2 separate regions of the Gossypium hirsutum genome follow, and region 2 is linked to region 1. The links are chromatin contacts, called in public Hi-C maps. All regions are on one chromosome and are shown on one strand. Each heading gives the region's core, a stretch centred on a gene start, on an enhancer-like site or on the middle of the called end of the contact. The rest is flanking DNA. Distances are from core to core; before and after follow the strand shown. Region 1 has its middle 11 kb from the start of LOC107888623. Region 2 holds the start of LOC121221115 (binding partner of ACD11 1).

The links. Hi-C and Micro-C count contacts between places; a contact is called where the count stands out from the background.
Region 2: a Hi-C map of leaf shows a contact between it and region 1, with 2.3 times the contacts expected there. The contact joins the promoter of LOC121221115 here to the enhancer-like site in region 1. A contact is called at or near these places in 18 of 34 Hi-C or Micro-C datasets (anther, callus, fibers and 4 more).

Annotation. Positions count from the first base shown.
Region 1 is chrD09:6,088,147-6,091,871 of Gossypium_hirsutum_v2.1, forward strand. No RefSeq gene overlaps it. Among protein-coding and RNA genes, the nearest start is that of LOC107888623, 11 kb to the left of the region's middle. Within about 2 kb of position 1,820, at least 1 of the 9 cell types and tissues checked has an H3K27ac peak or open chromatin away from gene starts, as enhancers often do. A contact at or near this core is called in leaf, where this site is marked.
Region 2 is chrD09:6,176,620-6,180,698 of Gossypium_hirsutum_v2.1, forward strand. It overlaps LOC121221115 (binding partner of ACD11 1), which reads left to right and starts at 1,349. Exons shown (of 5, transcript XM_041101616.1): 1 at 1,349-1,499; 2 at 2,508-2,632. The coding sequence starts at 2,517.

The DNA of each region.
Region 1 (3,725 bases), core at 570-3,069:
AGTTTAGTCAAGAAAAAAAGAAAAGAAAATGATTGAGGGTTCTACACACTTGGTAATGTTCACCAATTATTACAATGATGATTCCCAAATAGAAGTGGAGAGAAAGGTTTTGTTAACATTTAAAGCAACAATATCTGAAAACCATGAGGTTAGTATTATTAGAATAAAAGCAAATCTCATCTTAAAAGATTAGAAGTGAAACCAACCAAATCCCATGTTTTATCAATCACAGACAAGACTCTTATATTCCTAATTTTGGCTGAATTTTGTTTATTACCATTATTTGATTAAATGGTCCAATATTGATAATTGCCTGTCTCTTTGTGTATATATTTTTAAAATTTTCTTATACATGGATATTCTTTCTTGATATTTTCGTATATTATAATAGTATAATGATAAATTTAGCTTTTAGTGTTTATATTTTTTTGTCAATTTGATCATTCTTAATTTTTTTTAACTAAATTTAGCCCTAACCCTTTTAAAAATAGTTGTATTTGATCATCAATCTTTCAAAAAGACTCGAAATGTTGTTTTCTTACAGAAACTATTGGCTTAAACGTTAAATTTTTAAACATGGTAGGCCACATGACACATTGACACTCCATGTGTATTTTTTTTTGAATTTTTGTGGACCTTTTATTTTATTTTGAATATTTTTATAATTTTGAAATTATTTGTTGGTGTGACACATAAAACAAATAGTGTCATGTTAGCATGAAGTATTCGTAAACTAACATATGGGTTGCCAATCAACATTCTTAAAAATAATAACTTTTTAGTCAACATTTTCGTTAAAAACACGATTTGACTTTTTTTTAAAAGGTTGAATATCAAATTTAGCTCAAAAAAAGAAATAAGAACTAAATTAACAAAAGATATTTTGATGATTAAAAAGTATAGTTAATATTTTAAATAAGTTTATTTATAAATTTTAATTAAAAATATAAAAGAGTAAACATTTTTACAAATTTATATATAAAATTAGATTTTTATTATCATTTCTCTAATTAAGCTAATGACAGATTAATTTGTGTATATCAAAATTTTGTATTGTGGTATTTGATGGTTTAGTTTTGAATTCTTGTCAAAGTGATGGGTCAGGTCCTAGACATCAACTGGATCAAACCATCCCAAGTTATAATTTTATATATATATATTTAATCAATTTCTGATTCAACATTTAAAAATATAAATTCATCAATTTATTTCGATTAATACTTTTGTTATTGTAACAATAAAGAGAGATGAGTTTTTACGTATTTAAGTATAATTTTTCTCTAATTATAAGAGTTCGAGAGAAATTATATATAGTCTCCCACTTCAACTAGGTCACTGCGAGTCGGGCTCCGACCATAACATAATCGAAAAATTCAATATGTACTCCTACAAGTAAAGGGAGTTCAAGTAGATATTGATTGTGTTTGAAAGGCTCTGAATCGATCGACAAGCCTAAGCCCAATATCTTGATTTCGAATGGCAATGCACCGCGGACCCATATATATATCGTCTATTAATACACGACCAATTAATATTTGAATAAAAATTGTTTCCATAAGCGTCCTCTTTTGAGGACTCATAGAAATCCCTCAGTGCCACAATCTGTTTTGCGTACAACAATGTGTTGAAATAAGTATGGTATAAAAAAACATAAATTTATTTATTATAGTCAATTTAATTAAGAAATTTCATTTCTAATTTAGTTTTTACCTAAATAAAATCCAATTAAAGACGAAAGTCCAACCAAGTAGGTTATATGGGCTAAGCCTAGCCTTCTACCCTAACTTAGTTATGGGACCAAACTGGTCTCAGCCATGGGTTTAGCCTATTGTGAACTCACTCCACACTAGTCCAACCCAGATCCCCAAGCCTTATAATGTTTCTTAAATTTAGGGGATGTTTAATAAATTATTGAATTTTTTTTATTTTCAATGAAATGATATTTTCTTAAATGTATTTGGTAATTTTATTAAATATTTTTAAAAATTTAAATAAAATAAGTAGTTAGATGAGAAATTATTTTATGTACTATTTCCACCATGTCATCTATGGTCTATTTTTAATTATTTAATATCCTTTTAGCAAATTTTTCCATGTCACTGATACATAATTTTGGAATTATTTTCATCTTGAATATCGAACCATGAACCCTAAACTCTGAATCCTAAATATTGAACCTCCAACCCTAAACTCAAATTTCAAACTTTAAACCCTGAACTCGAAACACTAAACTCAAACTCTGAACCTTGAATCTCAAATCCAAACTCAAACCTTGAACCCTAAACTTAAACCTTGAACCTTGAACCTCGGGTTTGAGTTTGGGTTCAAGGTTCAGGTTTAGGGTTCAAATTTTTGGGTTCAAGATTTGAGGTCCAGGGTAAAAAAATTATCAAAATTATGTGTTAATGACATGAAAAAAATTGCTGAAATGACATTAAATGATTGGGAAGGGACAATAGATGATGTGGTTGGAAGGGTCCATAAAATAATTTCTCGTTGTTAAATAGACATGTATCATTTAATGTTGAAAAATGTTAAATTGATTTTATTTTAAAATTAAATTATCTCTTTTTTGTTAAAAGAATGAGATATCCAAATTTTTATATTTAATTTTTATAAAAAATATACAAAAAAAAAATTAAAATTAATAAAATAAAATTTAAAAAATAAATAATTTTAAAAACAAGATTAATTATATCAAATATAATATAATTATAATCTTTACTTAATTTTAAAAATTCCACTAAAATTTTGAATACATTTTTCACCCTTTAAATTACAAAAAGTACACTTTTTTGACACTAGTGGGTAATTTTAGAGTAATGCAAATTGGTGTAAGCACTAAGCATAGACAATATAATAAACAAAATTAATGTTCTTTTTCTTAGAGTCAAAGATTATCAATTATTGATAGTTATTTTTCATTATCTTCTTACTTTTTTTTAACTAATATATATAAAAGAGGTTTTGAGGATAATGAAAATAATTGTAAATAAAAATATTCCATGCTAAAATAAATAAATTTCTTCAAATAGTTTTAGCTTCCATTAATATGTAATGAATTAACTTTAAATCCCAAAATTATATATATATATATATATATATATGGTATAGAGGAGCTCAAGCTTTATCTATATAAATAAAGATTTACCTAAGTGTCTTTTTCCTTGTTCTCCATTTTCTTTTCTACTACACTACATGAAAATCAACATATTTATTTCCTTCCCATTAGGAGACTAGTGTACCTACTCTTTAATTTTTATTTATTTTGTTCAAATCCAAACATAGATATCAATTTAAAAGAAGTAAATTGGATTCAATTGACCTTGGATAAATATTTATGATGAATGAATCTAAATCTAATTCAGCTTGATTCATAATCACCTTTACCCCTAACTTAGAGGATTAAGTGATAAATCTTTGGAGTAGTAATTAAGCTTAATTCTAATCCTTTCAAGCAAAAAGAAGAAACTAAAGGAAAAAAAAAAAGAACCCTTTACTACTAATTAGTTTTTTTTTAATTTAGATATAAAATATAAAAAAATTCATTATCAATATATAAGATATTTTTTTGTATTCTTCTAATGTAATAGAAAAAAATAAAATTAATTATATTTAGTATAGTCCAACTATTGTTAATAAATTTGAATATAAAATAAAAAATAGTTATATAACAATATATATACACAAAATATTTAATCCAAATATTCATTCATCAATCTAAC
Region 2 (4,079 bases), core at 99-2,598, 88 kb after region 1:
CGTATTACTTAAAAGATGGTGTTATAAAGGTTAAGCATTATCCTTAAAAGGTTTGAAATTAGTGGACTTGGAAAATCTTTAATTGTAAAAAGTTAAGCTAGTGGATGTAGACAATTGAGATCAAACTACTTTAAATCATTGTGTCAATTTTTATTTGCCATCTTTCCTCAAAATTTTAATCACCAATTCGACTCTCCTCTTAATGCATTTGAGCTTTACAATTGGTTCAGCTCCTCCAAGAAAAATGTACCTAATTAAGCTCTTAGATGTTAAAAATCCATTAATTAATCTCTTTCACCAACGATTTTTTCCGTTGACTATAAAGGAAAAAAAATGTATGGGCCAAATAGATAAAAATTAAAAATTTTAGAGCTAAATTTTTTGTTATGCCTAATTTTAAAATAGAGTTAACATATACTATTCTTAAAATATTACCATTTGTAAAGATATGATTATCTGAATTTTTTATGTAAAAGGAAATTCTAAAAAAGTTAGTGGTAAGAAAGGGAAATAGAGAAAAATGTAGGGGCTTTAGGTTAAATTTGACATTTTAGATGTATTTAAACGGTAGCGTTTAACTGGCATCAGTTACGGGGCCAAAACTAGATTCCCGGCCAATGGAGTAGCGGAAATCCGGCAACGTGGCTTAAATGGTCATTTTACTCAACCAATTAGGGGAGAGATCGTTAACGCTCCTTTATAAAGGAAATGATTTCACGCGCCATTTAAAGAAATAACAAAGTTATTAGTTTAAAGTCATATATAATAATAATAATAATAATAAATATAGATTATAAATTTCATTCAAGCAACGTATTCCTATAAATTTCTTTTGCTCTAAACAAAGAAAAAAAAGTCATTTACAAAATATTATACTCAATATTTATTTTCCAATAAATTATGCACGATTAATAAATCAAATAAACAAATCATTAAAAATGAATGTAAATTTTGTATAAAAATAGAACATGTATGTAATTTATTTTTATTTTTATTTAAAATTTGAGTTATTGACTTATACATTATTGTGCATCAAATATAAATGATAAAAGTATTATAAAGATCCTTGTACCAGTGTCACAGGGTCTATGACACTAGGAATTATATTACATTTTGTCTTCACTATTTCAAAAATAAAACAAATTAGTCTTTATACATTAGATCAAAGAGCAAATTGGTCATTTTTTATCCTTATATATCAAAATGAGATATAATTATACCACGTGTAATTATCTAATTATTCCATCAATCACAGAAGTTTTTAACAAATAAGGTATAAAGATAAATTTACCCTTTTTTTTAGTAAAAGTTAAAATGCAAACAAAATTTCTTTGTTGAAATGCACGCTCCATTAGTGAGAGTGGGGGTTTTATAGCTATCTGGAAAGATCAGCATGCCAGTGTTTATGTTGGTTAGTTGTCTCTATCTCTCTTTCCCCTTCTTTCCCATGCTTAAGCTCTTAATCATCTGATTCATCATCATCAACAACTAAAAAACAGGTATGTAAATGTATCATAATTTTTATAAAGCTTCAATCTTTTCTCAATTTTCCTTCTTTTCTAGCAAATTCAGTGATACCCAGTTTTTTTTTTCACCTTATTTGATCAGTTTTTCCTTTACTTTCTTGAATGCATTAAGGGTTTTAATGAATTCAGTTTTCCTTTTTTTTACTTTCTGGGTTTTCAATAAGTTTCACTTATTTCAAGAATCTCAATGAATACATGCTTGCCAAATAATTAGTGTCAAGCTGACCTTTAATTGATATTTGGTGGACAAAGTTGGTTCTATCACTCATTAATTGCCCCCATTGTTGATACCCCATGATATTTTTTTCTTTCATCAAGCGTAAAGGAAGCTTGAAAATGGATTTTTTTCTTATATAGTTAGGTATTTATCAGTATTCTTTATTGTAGGTTGAACCCTTTTTTGAACTTTAGCCAAAAGTTCGATAATCTTGCTTAAAGTTTACATTGTTTACAATGAAAGCCAATTTAAAGTTTTCACTTTGGAGGATTATATGGGCTATGGCTGTCCCTAAAACTCATCCCCTTTTTACTTTTGACTTGAACTAAGATTAATTGGGGTGTATTCAAGCAGATCTTGGAGTAGATTAAGGCACCTTACTTGGGATTACTGAGTTTGGTAAAATAGCTTTGGCATCTTTAATTATGTTAATGTTGAAATAAGGCTAATCAATGCTAGAAAATCAGCAACCATATTAGTATTTTTCATTTGACTTTAGAAGAACCCATGAATTTTTGGCTTTCATTTTATACCTATGAAACGATCTATCGATGAGAGAGCTTGGCTGTTATGACCACTGAGAACTGTTTACCTCAAAATCATCCATAAGTATCCTTGTACCTTGGGATTGCTGTGGTTTCGGAATTATAAAGTATTGAATGAACAATGATGATATCTGCATTATCAAGCTACTTCTATGTGTGCTTCTAAAATTTTATTTAAATACCTTTAAATAGGTTCTTTTTTGGCTGATTTTATCTCAGTTTAAGACAATGTACCCTGGAGGTTACACGGCTGAAATTACGAGCTTATCTCCAAAAGCTACCGAGAAGGATCTTTGTGACTTTTTCGCATACTGTGGTGCAATTGTGCATATTGAAATTATCAGGTATCTGTTGCTTCTCTGTTTCTGGTTTTGGACTAAACCCCAAAAATCACTCTCTATGATGTTGTATGTTCATGATTTTTTTCATATTTGTTGTGCATTTGCAAATTTGTTGTTGAGGGGGGAAAAGAGTCAAAAGCTACAAAATCTTTTGCTTGAAATGATTTCTTGTTGGATAATTGGTAATCTCAATCTCGGTTTTTGTGGAAAATCAATGTTTTTGAGTAGAATTTCTCTCATCCGTACAAATGTACTTAGCAGCAAGTTCCTTTATGGTGACAAGTTTCTTGAATCAAGGAAGATTTTACGTTCAAGTTGTTTAATTTTACTTATTGTTTGTCAACTCCTTTAGGAAAAATGTCAAAAGCGAGGGCTCTTTTTGTCTGAAATGCTTTCTTGTTTGGTACTTGATATTTCTGATGCTATTAATGAATATGATTCTTAATTCTGTACGAATTTACTGCAAGTTCCATTTTTCCATGCTTGTGACATATTTCTTGAGCTAATGAGTGCTTACAAATTTACTTTTTCTTTGAGGGCTAAAAGAAAAAGACAAAAGCTAAGAAGTCTTTTGTCTGAACTGATTTCTTGTTGGATCATTGATAATCTTAATCTTGTTTGTTTATGGAAAATCAATGTTTTTTTATGATCAAGCTGTTTAATTTTACTTATTGTACTTATTTTAGGAAAAGTCAGAAGCAAGAGTTCTTTTGTCTGAAATGCTTTATTATGAGATACTTGGTATCTACGACCTGATTAAATGTGGACACAAGTCTCTTTAACAGCATCTGCTTAGATACATGCATCTGATTCCGGTAAAAGTATCATAGAGGCTTTTGTATTAGGAGTTGGATTGCATTTTGCCCCCTCTACTCAAAAAAAAGGGCAAATTAGTCCGGGTATGTTAGATCAAAAAAACAAATTGATCATTCTGTTAAAAGTTCCATCTATTTCTATTGTTAAAAACTGGTTCTAGCACGTCACCATGAGGTACATGTGGCATGCCACATGTCACTGATTATTCCATTAGCCAAGCTAGTTTTTAATAGTACAAATGGATGAAATTTTTAACAAAAATGGCCAATTTACTCTTTGATCTAACGTACAGAGACTAATTACCTTATTTTTTTTTTAGTAGAGGGGGCAAAAAGCAATTGGACTCTTAGTATAGGGGCCTTCATGTTACTTTTGCCATCTTATTCCATATTCTGTACAAATTTACAGCAAGTACGATTTTTTTCTTGCATGTGACATATTTCTTGAGCTAATGAGCCTTTGCAATAATCGAGATGTTGATCAAATCTGGACATAGCTGTTAGCGCCTCAGTAGATGCTCTTGCATCACTTTATTATATAACCTTATTGCGTAGGTACACCTTAGTATAGTGAGGAATATTAGCTTTTCCTTGATCACTCTTTTGAACCTCTTGTGCCTGATTTCTTTGATTCC